Linked DNA regions of Sus scrofa: region 1 is linked to region 2. The links are chromatin contacts, called in public Hi-C maps. All regions are on one chromosome and are shown on one strand. The core of a region is the stretch at or near the end of the contact, and the rest is flanking DNA. Distances in the headings are between cores, read along the strand shown.

The links. Hi-C and Micro-C count contacts between places; a contact is called where the count stands out from the background.
Region 1: a Hi-C map of liver shows a contact between it and region 2, with 18 times the contacts expected there. The contact joins two enhancer-like sites. A contact is called at or near these places in 1 of 5 promoter capture datasets (liver) and 3 of 47 Hi-C or Micro-C datasets (liver and skeletal muscle).

What each region holds. Positions count from the first base shown.
Region 1 is chr8:47,890,828-47,896,568 of Sscrofa11.1, forward strand. No RefSeq gene overlaps it. Among named protein-coding and RNA genes, the nearest start is that of FNIP2, 190 kb to the left of the region's middle. Within about 2 kb of position 2,999, at least 6 of the 83 cell types and tissues checked have an H3K27ac peak or open chromatin away from gene starts, as enhancers often do. A contact at or near this core is called in liver, where this site is marked.
Region 2 is chr8:47,822,590-47,827,931 of Sscrofa11.1, forward strand. All of the region lies in intron 15 of FNIP2 (folliculin-interacting protein 2), which reads left to right. Among named protein-coding and RNA genes, the nearest start is that of FNIP2, 120 kb to the left of the region's middle. Within about 2 kb of position 3,767, at least 13 of the 83 cell types and tissues checked have an H3K27ac peak or open chromatin away from gene starts, as enhancers often do. A contact at or near this core is called in liver, where this site is marked.

The DNA.
Region 1 (5,741 bases), core at 1,749-4,248, 67 kb after region 2:
ATATAAGACTTTCATGTGTGTTAATTCAACTAATTCTTCTTTTTTAATGGCTACACCTATGGCATGTGGAAGTCCCCAGGCTAGGGGTCGAATTGGAGCTGCAGCTGCTGGTCTACCCCACAGCCACAGCTGATCTGAGCCGTGTCTGCAACCCACGCTGCACTTTGCAGCAATGCTGGATTCTTAACCCACCATTCGAGACCAGGGATGGAACCTGCATCCTTATGGACACTATATTGTGTTCTTAAGCCACTGAGCCACAATGGGAACTCCTCAACTAATTCTTATAATGACAAATGAATTAGGTAGTGTTAATTCCCCCAGTTTCTCAGTGGGGAAAATGAGGCCCAGAAAGATTGGTTACTTGTCCAGGGTCACGGCTAAAGAGCTCTTCACTCCCTAACAGATTCTCACAGTTGGGGCTCTTGATCACCCCATTCTACTGCTTTGTTTATAACCAACTTAATACAGACACATTATAGACACTAAAAATCTTCACTCATGCCACCTTTGCAGGATGTAGGTCTTTAGACATTGGGATGTTTTTTCTCTCGAGAAAAAATCCTGAAATGAGGATTAGAAAATTCCCCAAATCTGGGACCTCAAGCTGCTGCATGCTGTAGCCAAAAAAGAAAAAAGAAAATGAAAAAAGAAAGAAGGAAGAAAGAAAGAGAAAGAAGAAGAAAAAAAGAGAATATTCCCCAAATGTAACAGAAGCCATGGGAAAATGGAGACAATTGTAGGATGAAGAGGACAGTTTATAACAGATGATTCCAAAAGGCAGGGACATTTAATAAATATTGGCATTTTATTTTATTTTTTACTATTATTATTATTATTGTTATTTTGCCTTTTAGGGCCGCATGTGCGGCACATGGAAGTTCTCAGGCTAGGGGTCCAACTGGAGCTGCTTACACCACAGCCACAGCAATGCAGGATTTAAGCCTCATCTTTGACCTACACCACAGCTCATGGCAATTCCAGATCCTTAATTCACCGAGTAAGGCCAGGGATTGAACCTGCAACCTCATGGATTCTCGTTGGGTTCATTACCACTGAGCCACAACAGGAACTCCAATATTGGCATTTTAAACATAAGACAATGAATAAAAAGGAATCTGTGCATTATTGAAGTGGGTGAAAGGAGAAAAATAAGAGGAGGTCTGAGAAAAGACCACTTACATACACTCGGTGTTGAAAGTTGATAATGCGGACTTGCAAAAGTGAGCTCAGACCTGTGGGAAAAACAATCCTGACTGAAATAGACAAGGAACTGCCAGCCCAGCAAGGGTCTCAGAAGTGCTGGAAGCAGAGGGGCTGCAGGATTGTACAGGCAGACTGGGGACACAGAAAAGGAACATCACTTCTCTTCCCGAAGTTGACCCCCAGACCTTGGAGGCAGAAGTGGTGCTGTGGTCATGGTGTCACCGAGCCCTCCTGGCCCCCTGGCCCCTTTTGTTTTATCCTGAGTTTTGGATCTCAAGTTTGCAGACAGCTCAGGTCTGGGAGGGTTTGACCAGGTGCTCTGACAGAGCAGTCAGTGTGGTAACAAGTCTATGCTTGGAAAATCACCTAAGCCTTCCAGGGAAGCTGAAAACATGAGAGGTGGTTGTCCACACTCATGTCTTGGGTGGATGTTTTCCTAGCCCCCCTGTGGTGCCTGCAAGGTCACTGTGGCTAATTTTTCTTGCTGACTCCATCATGGCTCCAGGCTTGCTCTCAGCTAGAACTTCTCTAGTGCCTAGAGCATGGCCCCAAAGTGAAAAACTGTTTTCCAATTTGATGTGTGCTGAGGGCTCACCTACAAAAACCCTGCCATAAGGAAAATTTTGTCACCTCCTCCAAACAGGATGAAATTAGAACCGTACTGGTCTGGCTGGAATTTCAGGGCCTGTGTAAGCCAGGGTTTTCCCCAAATGCTGCTGCTGTGAGTGACCATGACGACCTCTGGGTGTGTGTGTGGGGGGGTGTGCCACTCTCAGACACATTTGGGAGCAATATCCATTTGCCTTTGAGAAATTCCTGGCATATGAAAGTGAGTTAAATGTTCTGAGGGGGAGTTCCCGTCCTAGCTCAGCAAAAACGAATCCAACTAGTATCCATGAGGATGCAGGTTTGATCCCTGGCTTTGCTCAGTGGGTTAAGGATCCGGCATTGCCATGAGCTGTGGTGTAGGTCACAGACATGGCTCGAATTTCACGTTGCTATGGTTGTGGTGTAGGCTGGCAGCTACAGCTCTGTGTCAACCCCTAGCCTGGGAACTTCTGTATGCCACCCTAAAAACAAACAAAAAATTTCTGAGAAACATTGCAGCAAATTAACTTGTTTGCAGTTATGTAACCTGGAATTTCCCAAGCTTGGATCGTTTTCCCCCATTGGATCACCTGTACACATTCTGCAGATAGCAGCAGATTTGGGGAAATACTGATCCCCTATATAATGTTTCAGTTGTTGCAAAAGTTTTTGTCATCACCTCATGCTGCTGCAGATGGGAAAGCAGGCGTATAGCTGTAGTTATTCCTCCTCCGTTATTCTGTGGACTCAATACTTTTTTTTTTTTTTTTTTTTTTTTTTTTTTTTTTTTTTTTTTTGCTTTTTAGGGCTGCACTTGCAGCATATGGAAGTTACCAGTCTAGGTGTTGAATTGGAGCTACCGCCATTGGCCTACACCACAGCCACAGCAATGCTGGATCTGAACCTTTTCTGATACCTACACCACAGATCATGGCAACACCAGAAATTTAGCCCATTGATTGAGGCCAGGGATCGAACACACATCCTCATGGATACTAGTCAGATTCATTTCTGCTGCACCACAATGGGAACTCCCCTCAATACATTTTTTAAGAGAATGATTACTTGACAGCTGAACCCAAATTCTTAGTTTTAGACAGAATAGTGGAAAAGGCATAGGCATTGAAAAGCAAGTGCGAGGGGAGGGGCTCCCCAGAGAATCAAGCTTCTCTGGGACTTTTTAGCTGAGTCACTGGACTTTCCTGAACTCTGCCCCTATCTCCTCATCTGTGATGTAGAAATAGTGTGATGCAACATGCATGGCATAGGCAGTTCTGGGATGACCGTCCCTGGCCCCATAGCTGATACAGGGAACAGTCTATACAGCAGAGGCAGCTGGGTACCACTGTCCCTGATCCCCCATGAGCCACCTTCAGTGTGGAGCTCTGGAAACTTCCCCAGTGTTCATCTCACTGAAAGGCTCACCTGTCACCACCCAACCAGTGGAGCAGACGTGGGGTTTCCCTGATGGGCAGTTCCAAGGGTGTTTGGCTTTAAACTATCCACATTTCATCTCCTAACCCTCATCCTCCAAAGTCTAGACTCTGCTGGATCTGACTCCCTGCTTAAAAGTCAAACTTCCAGCTCTTGTCCAATCCACAGTCTCTTTATTTTTCCTTTTACAAGTGTAATCTGTGTGTGACTACTCTAGCCACACCCTCTAGGAGGTTCCTAGTTGTTTTTCATCCTATGGCAGTGATTCTTGGACTGTTCATCCTTTTCTCCAAAACTCCAGCCTTCATTGGCCAGCCACAATGTTGGCAGCTCCTGGGTTAATAAAACCCTCATATGTCTGACCACTTTGAGGTCCTCATTCATATCAGAAGATAAACTCCTTCCACCAAGATGAATCACAGCAGTGATGCTTGAACAGAGCTGCCTGGAGTGTGTCCTCATCCCAAGGGTGGGGGGGGCATGTCATGATGGGGGAAGGACTGTAATGCCATTAACAACTGTACCACCTTCAAGGGTGCTCGTCTGCCTCTTCTTACCCTGGAGAAATTGTGCCTTCAAGGTTAGTGGGTAGATAACACTTCCTCTCTCCCCTCTGTGCACCCAACATGACTTCTTCATCAGTGTCTGAAATTTTGAAGGTACAGTTGAGGATGAGGTTTTGAAGCTAAAAACTACTCAAATCCTGGCTTTGTCTTGTGCTGGCTTTGCAACTTAGGGAACATTATTCAGCCTCTGAGTTTAGGCTCTTCGCCTTAAAATGAGGAAATAAATATACATGCACCCCAATGTTCACAGTAGCACTGCTTACAATAGCCAAGACATGGATGCAACCTAAGTTTCCATCATCAGAGCAATGAATAAAGAAGATATAGTGCATATGTTCAAGGGAATATTACTCAGCCATGATAAAGATGGAAATAATGCTATTTGCAGCAGCATGGATGGACCTAGAAAATATCATATTAATGAATTTGGGCAGAGAAATATAAATATCATATTTCACTTATATGTGGACTCTGAAAATGATATAAATGAACTTATTTACAAAAGAGAAGTAGACTCAGATATAGAGAACAAACTTATGGTTATCACAGGGAAAAGGATCTGGGAAGGATAAATTAGGAGTTTGGGATTAACAGATACACACTACTATAAATGAAACAGATTATCAACAAGGACCTACTGTATAACACAGGAAACTCTATTCAATTATCTTGTAATAACCTATAACAGAAAAGAATCTGAAAAAAGAATATACGTATATTTACATATGTATAATTGAATTACTTTGCTGTACACCTGAAACTAATAGAGCATTGTAAATCAGCTATACCTCAATTTAAAAATGGTTAAAAAAGTGGGAGTTCCATGAGGTTGTGGGTTCAATCCCTGGCCTCAATCAGTGAGTTAAGGATTTGATGTTGCTGTGGCTGTGGCGAAGGCCAGTAGCAGTAGCTCTGACTAGACCCCTAGCCTGGGAATCTCCATATGCCAGCGAATGAGGCCCTAAAAAGCAAAAAAAAAAAAAAGGGGGGGGGGTAGTTCCTATTGCAGCTCATCAGAAATGAACCTGACTAATATCCATGGGGATTTGTGTTCAATTCCTGACCTTGCTCTGTGGGTTAGGGATCCGGGGTTGCCACAAGCTGCTGTGTGGGCTGCAGATGCAGCTTGGATCCAGTGTTGATGTGGCTGCAGATCCTATTCAATCCCTAGCCTGGGAACTTCCATATGCTGCAGGTGCAGCCCTAAAAAGAAAAAAAAAAAAAAGAGAGAAAGAACAATCTTTAGGGTATATGGTTCCTACATTTATTGAAGGGCCTCCAGGGAGTTCATGTTGTGGCTCAGAGGAAATGAATCTGACTAGTCTCCACGAGGACCCTAGCTTTTTCTAGCATTGGTCTATGGGTTAAGGATCTGGCATTGTGGTGAGCTGTGGTGTAGGTTGCAGACATGTCTCAGATCCTGAGTTTCTGTGGTTGTGGTGTAAGCCAGCATCTGCAGCTCCGATTCGACCCCTAGCCTGAGAACCTCCATATGCTGCCACAGATGCGGCCCTAAAAAGACAAAAAAAGAAAAAGAAGAAGAAAAATGGTCTCCAGAGCAAGGGGTCCTCACGGGCCATTAGCAGCAAGGAGCAGTGGTCTCATTTCCTAATTCCCCTTTTACATCTGCTAATCTCCTCGAAGACTTTAGGTCAATCTCTAATAATCTGAAATTAATTTTAGTATTTGAATAATCTGATGCATGAGGTGACATTTCCCTTTTATTCCCTCCCTTTTATTTGGTTTCCAAACGATTAATTATATTAGAGACACTTACTCCAAACTTAGTGTACATAAAAATAACCGAAACCAACATAGCTGCAGCTGCAGATATGATTTGACACCTAGCCTAGGAACTTCCATGTGCCACATGTGCAGCCCTAAAAAGCAAAAAATTTAAAAAAAAATAAAATGGTTTTAAAAAGAAAGAAGAATGATGCCTGTCTA
Region 2 (5,342 bases), core at 2,517-5,016:
TTTAGTTCTCTATATGCCTTAAAAGTAGAGCCTTTAAAATTTTTTTAATGTATTTTATTTTGTAAATATGGTTGGCTTACAGTGTTGTGTCAGAGCCTTTTCTTAGAGGAATTTTCAGTTGAAGACAGGACAGAGGGTGTGTGTGGGTGTGCCCCTGTGATAATCCACCCGTGGTCTTCTGGATCATGGAGTTCTTTAAGTTCTAGAAGCTTAGAGATTGACTAATGAGCCAAATCATAATATGTTTAAACTACCCTCTTTTTCTCTCTCTCTGGTTTTAAAAATTTTATGGCCACACCTGAGACATATGGAAGTTCCCCTGCCAGGAATTAAATCCTAGCTGCAGCTGCAGCAAAGCTGTATCCTTTAACCCACTGCACCAGGCCAGGGATCAAACCCACACTTCCATAGCAAACAGAGCCACTACAGTGGGATTCTTAAACCCACTGCGTCACAGCAGGAACTCCAGAAACTGCCCTCTCTTTAGTGGAGTTGTGTCTCCTTTGGAAAGATACATGTCAGAAATCTCCAGATCACCAGAACTTAAGCTTCAATTCTCTGACCTGGAAGTTTAGACCAGATCAGGGCTGGGCAGCCTATCACCCCTGGTGCCCCTTAAATTGTAACCAACATAATTACTGATGACATTTTTAAAATCTCTCTCCATTATTCATTTCTTTTTCTTGCCTATTTGTGTTTCCCTCTATTTTCATCTGCCATTAAAAAGTGTTTATTATTTACTATAAGTGGGTAATTACTCAGTAGAGTGTTTTCAGTTTTTTTGTTTGTTTGCTTTGTTTTTCTTTTTATGGCTGCACCTGTGGTACATGGACGTTGCTGGTCAAGGGGTTGAATCAGAGCTGCATTTGTGACCTGCGCCACAGCCATAGCAATCCTAGATCTAAGCCACATCTGTGACCTATGCCACAGCTTGCAGCAATGCCAGATCCTTAACCCAATGAGCAAGGCCAGGGATTGAACCCACATCCTCATGGATACTATGTCAGGTTCTTAACCTGAGGAGTCACAATGGGAACTCCTCAAGAGTGTGGTTAGATGGAGGCATTTGGGGGTGCCCCATGGATGTATTCATGGAATTCTATGCTGGATATTTAGTGGCCCGAAAAGGTATTTTTTTTTTTTTTTTTTTTTGGTTCACTTCTGAAAATGTTCTGTGGTCCTTCATGCTCCTGGAGCCTGTGTACATAACAGTCAGGGATGCCTCACCCTGTTCAGGGTAGCAGGGTGTTTGCAGCTGTGTCACTGCTGTGCTTAGCCTATTTCTAAGTTAGTCGAGGACCCAGTCCTGCTCAGGACTAAGGATCCAGGGAGAGAAAGTTCAGCCTTTCCTTCAGGCAATGGGCCTCTGTCCATTTGTCCCAACTCTTAGCACCTCCCCCAACCCCTTTAGTCTTTACTCAGGTTTCCACCAGTGACTTAAAAATGGCTTGTGCTCTTTTTTTTCCCTTTTATGTTTCTCTGACCCATTTAGTTTTTCCTTTTTCCCATTGTAGTTCAGAAGCCTAAGAGCCCAACATGGTGTCTGTGAGGATGTAGGTTCGACCCCCTGGCCTCACTCAGTGGGTTAAGGATCTAGTGTTGCCGCAACCTGCGGAGTAGATCATAGATGCAGCTCGGATCCGGAGTTGCCATGGCTGAGGTGTAGGCCAGCAGCTACGGCTCCCATTCAACCCCCTAGCCCAAAACTTCCATATGCCACAGGTGTGGCCCTAAAAAAAAGAAGAAAAAAAGGTAATTGAGCCAATTCCTCAGTTCCTTCTCCGTTGTTCCTGGGTCTGGATCCACAACCCTCAGGGGTAACTGGTATCTTATTATAATCTTCCATCCGTCACCTCCCCAGGGAGCCTCACTGTCCTCATGCCAGCAGCTCCCTTCCAAAAATAGAGTTCTGTGTGGTGGGACATGTAATCTATAGTCTGTGCTTCCCTACCGCTATGATGGGGAAACTGTTTAGGAAATTGAGTTGAATTGGAAATGAAGGCCCAAATTATCTACTGCCTATAGTCAAAAAAAAAAGCTGGATTTTTACACCAAGCATTCTTAGCCTCTGGGCCCCCTGCTCACAGGACGTTTTTGGTAAGAAACATCTACCTGGCCTGGTCATGCCACCTTGACAGAGGCAGGTGATTGGAATCCAGCTGAAGGGGGTTGGCAGACATTCCACTCATCATCTACATGTGGACAGACCTTTAGATCACATAAATGCTTTCAGGATGGAAGCCCCTTGGAGGAGAGGCTTTAGTATAGATCCATTCTGTGCTACCTAGAAAACTGTGAATTTCTGATAGGCACAAAAAGCCTTGAAGGAAATTGAGCTCAAAATACAAATCTTTTTTGGGGGGGGGTCCTTTTTAGGTCATACCCTCAGCATATGGAGGTTCGTAGGCTAGGAGTTGAATCGGAGCTGTAGCTGCTGTCTTACGCCACAGCCACAATAATCCAGGATCCAAGCTGCAAGTGCAACCTACACCACAGCTCACGACAACGCCAGATCCTTAACCCATTGAGCGAGGCCAGGGATTGAATCTGCGTCCTCATGGATACTAGTCTGATTCATTTTTGCTGAGCCATGACAGGAACTCCCGAAGTACAGATTTTTTATATGTCCACATTTCCTTTTCTTTGCTCATAAGGACCAGGTACATTGATGGTGAGCCATTTTAATCTTGCTGTGAATTCAGGACACATGGGCAAGAATTTGCAGGAACTTGTAAAGGGAAGTCATTGCAGCCCCGTCTTTGCTTTCAATTTTGGAGAGTGTGTATATGTCTGCATAAGGAGAGTAGGAGTGAGGGGTCCAAAAACCTTTTGGGGACAATGAAATTTGGGGTCATTATGTGTATGAGCATCCATACTATTTGGTTAACAAGTCTAAGAAAGTGAGACCCATCCTTGGAAAACTGGGCTTCATTAATTCAAGAATCTGCTTTGTCATATTATTTTATTTCTCATGTTTAAGATTATTTGAGGAGTTTCCATTGTGGCTCAGCCACTTATAGACTCAGCATTGTCTCTGTGAGGATTTGGGTTTGATCCCTTACCTCAATCAGTGGGTTAAGTATCCTAGGTTGCCAGAAGTTCGCAGCTCCAATTCAACTCCTGGCCCAGGAATTTCCATCTGCTGCAAGTGCAGCCATAGAAAGATTTTTTAAAAAAAGGATTATTTGAACAAATGCTTAAGTATTGGCCCAGTCAGCTTTGTCTGATTTGCTGTTTGCTATTCTTTTCAATAGAAAAAAAAAAAGTATATTTTTTAAGGTTGCACCCGAGGTATATGGAAGTTTCCAGGCTAGGGGTTGAGTCTGAGCTGCAGTTGCCAGCCTACAATACAGCCTCAGCAACACCAGATCTGAGCCGAGTATGTGACCTACACCACAGCTCACGGCAACAGTGGATCTTTAATCCACTGATCGAGGCCAGGGATCAAACCTCCATCCTCATGGATGCTAGTCAGATTTGTTTCTGCTGCACCACAATGGGAACTCCCAAATTGTGTTCATTTAAATGGAGGGAAAGTAGGGATTCTTAAAAATGGTAAGAAGGCTGAAGAACTAGGCTTGGGGTAGGTGGGAAACAAGGTACCTCCGAGTTGCTCTCTGGGTAGGAACACAGTGGCCCTGAGTGTCCTTGGCTCCCTGCTTTAGGGAGGAAGCATCTGACTGGCCCTGGTACCTCCCAAGACTCAGGGAGGGTGGGCCTTGCAGGATTTAGCCAGGAAAGTTCATTGTCCAAGGGGAAATGAGGAGGAAGTTAACAGGAGGAAGTTAGGCCTGGCAGCCAAAGTGGCAAAAGGCACCAGGGCAGCGACAGGGACAGAATGACCCGTGGAAGCCAGGCATGTTTTCCTTTGGTGACTGAGGTCAGGAAGCTGTGCCCGTGCATGCTGGCCATGAGGGGCGTCTGTCTGTATACCTGCCCACGCCTGCTTCTCTCAGCTTGGGGCCAGGAAGGCTTTTGTGCTGTCGATTTTTGCACACATGGGGCACCAAGCCTGTGTCAAAGGAGTTGGTGGGGAAGTGCTTGTACTTGGATCAGTTTCAAGGAATTTGGTTGCTTTAGGCCCTTGCCTTGACTGTGTCAGCTTTCACCCTATTGCCCTGGGGCACTGTTTACTGGTTAACATGCTTTGTCCACCACTGCCCAGTTACCAAGGAGCTTGTGTTCAAGCATGTTTGTCAGTGGCCACACTCGTACCCTTTGGCCTCGGCTCGATCAGTCGCTTCCTGGCCCTGTCTGGTTTCAGTCAGTTGTCAGAGTTGCTGATGCAGGTAGCGCACAGTTACTGAACCAACATTGCTTAGTGGTTGAAGCACCGTATCTTTCAGGGGACATTCCTTTTCCCCACCAGACCTCCTTCTTGGGATGATGACAGTAGAATCCTTCACCCTCTTCTGAGTCTCCACTTAAAAGGCAACTGCAGGAGTTCCCCTTGTGGCTCAGCAAGTTAAGGACCCGACATAGTGCCCATGAGGAGGCAGGTTGTATCCCTGGCCTCCCTCAGTGAGATAAGGATCCCATGTTGCAGTGAGCTGCAGTGTAGGTCATAGATGCAGCTCAGATCCAGTGTTGCTGTGGTGTAGGTTGAAGCTCTGATTTGACTCCTGGCGCAGAAATTTCCTCATGTCCCAGGTGCAGGGCCCCCCCCCCTCCAAAAAAAAGTCAAGTGCAGTCTTCCAGAAGGACTTGGGCTTTAATGTCCTGGGATGGAGAGAAATGGTGTGTCTTTTTACTTACCCCTGAACATTTGACATGTATAGTGTGCCTCCTGGATGGAAGAAGACAATCATGATTGCAATTTTATCCAGTTAATTTTTTTTTTTTTTTTTTGGCTGTGCCATAGCATATGGAAGTTCCCAGGTCAGGAATCAAACTTGCACCCCAGCAGTAACCACAGCTACAGCAGTGACATTGCCAGATCCTTAACCCACTGAGCCACCCTGGAACTCCTCTGAGTTAATTTTTAAATAGCTTTACATCATCCACACTTTTGTTACCATATCAGATACTTGAAGCTAGTCTGGATCTCAGTTTCTTTTAAATTTGTTTCTTATTTGTTTGTTTACTGAATGGGATTATGTAGACATTTTTTTCTTGGTTTATCTGAAAGACTTATTTTATATCAAAAATAAAAACATCATTAGAAAAAAATTTAAAAATAAATAGCAATGTTGTGACACTCCTGGCTGAGCCCACTGGGCACCTCTGGGTTCCTGTAGCCCCCAGGTCGCCCTGTCCACCCTCGGTCTGATGCTGCCCAGAGATTTCTGGTTGCTCTGAGCATCACCAGAAGTGTGCTGAGAAGCGTGGTGAGGAGCTGACCC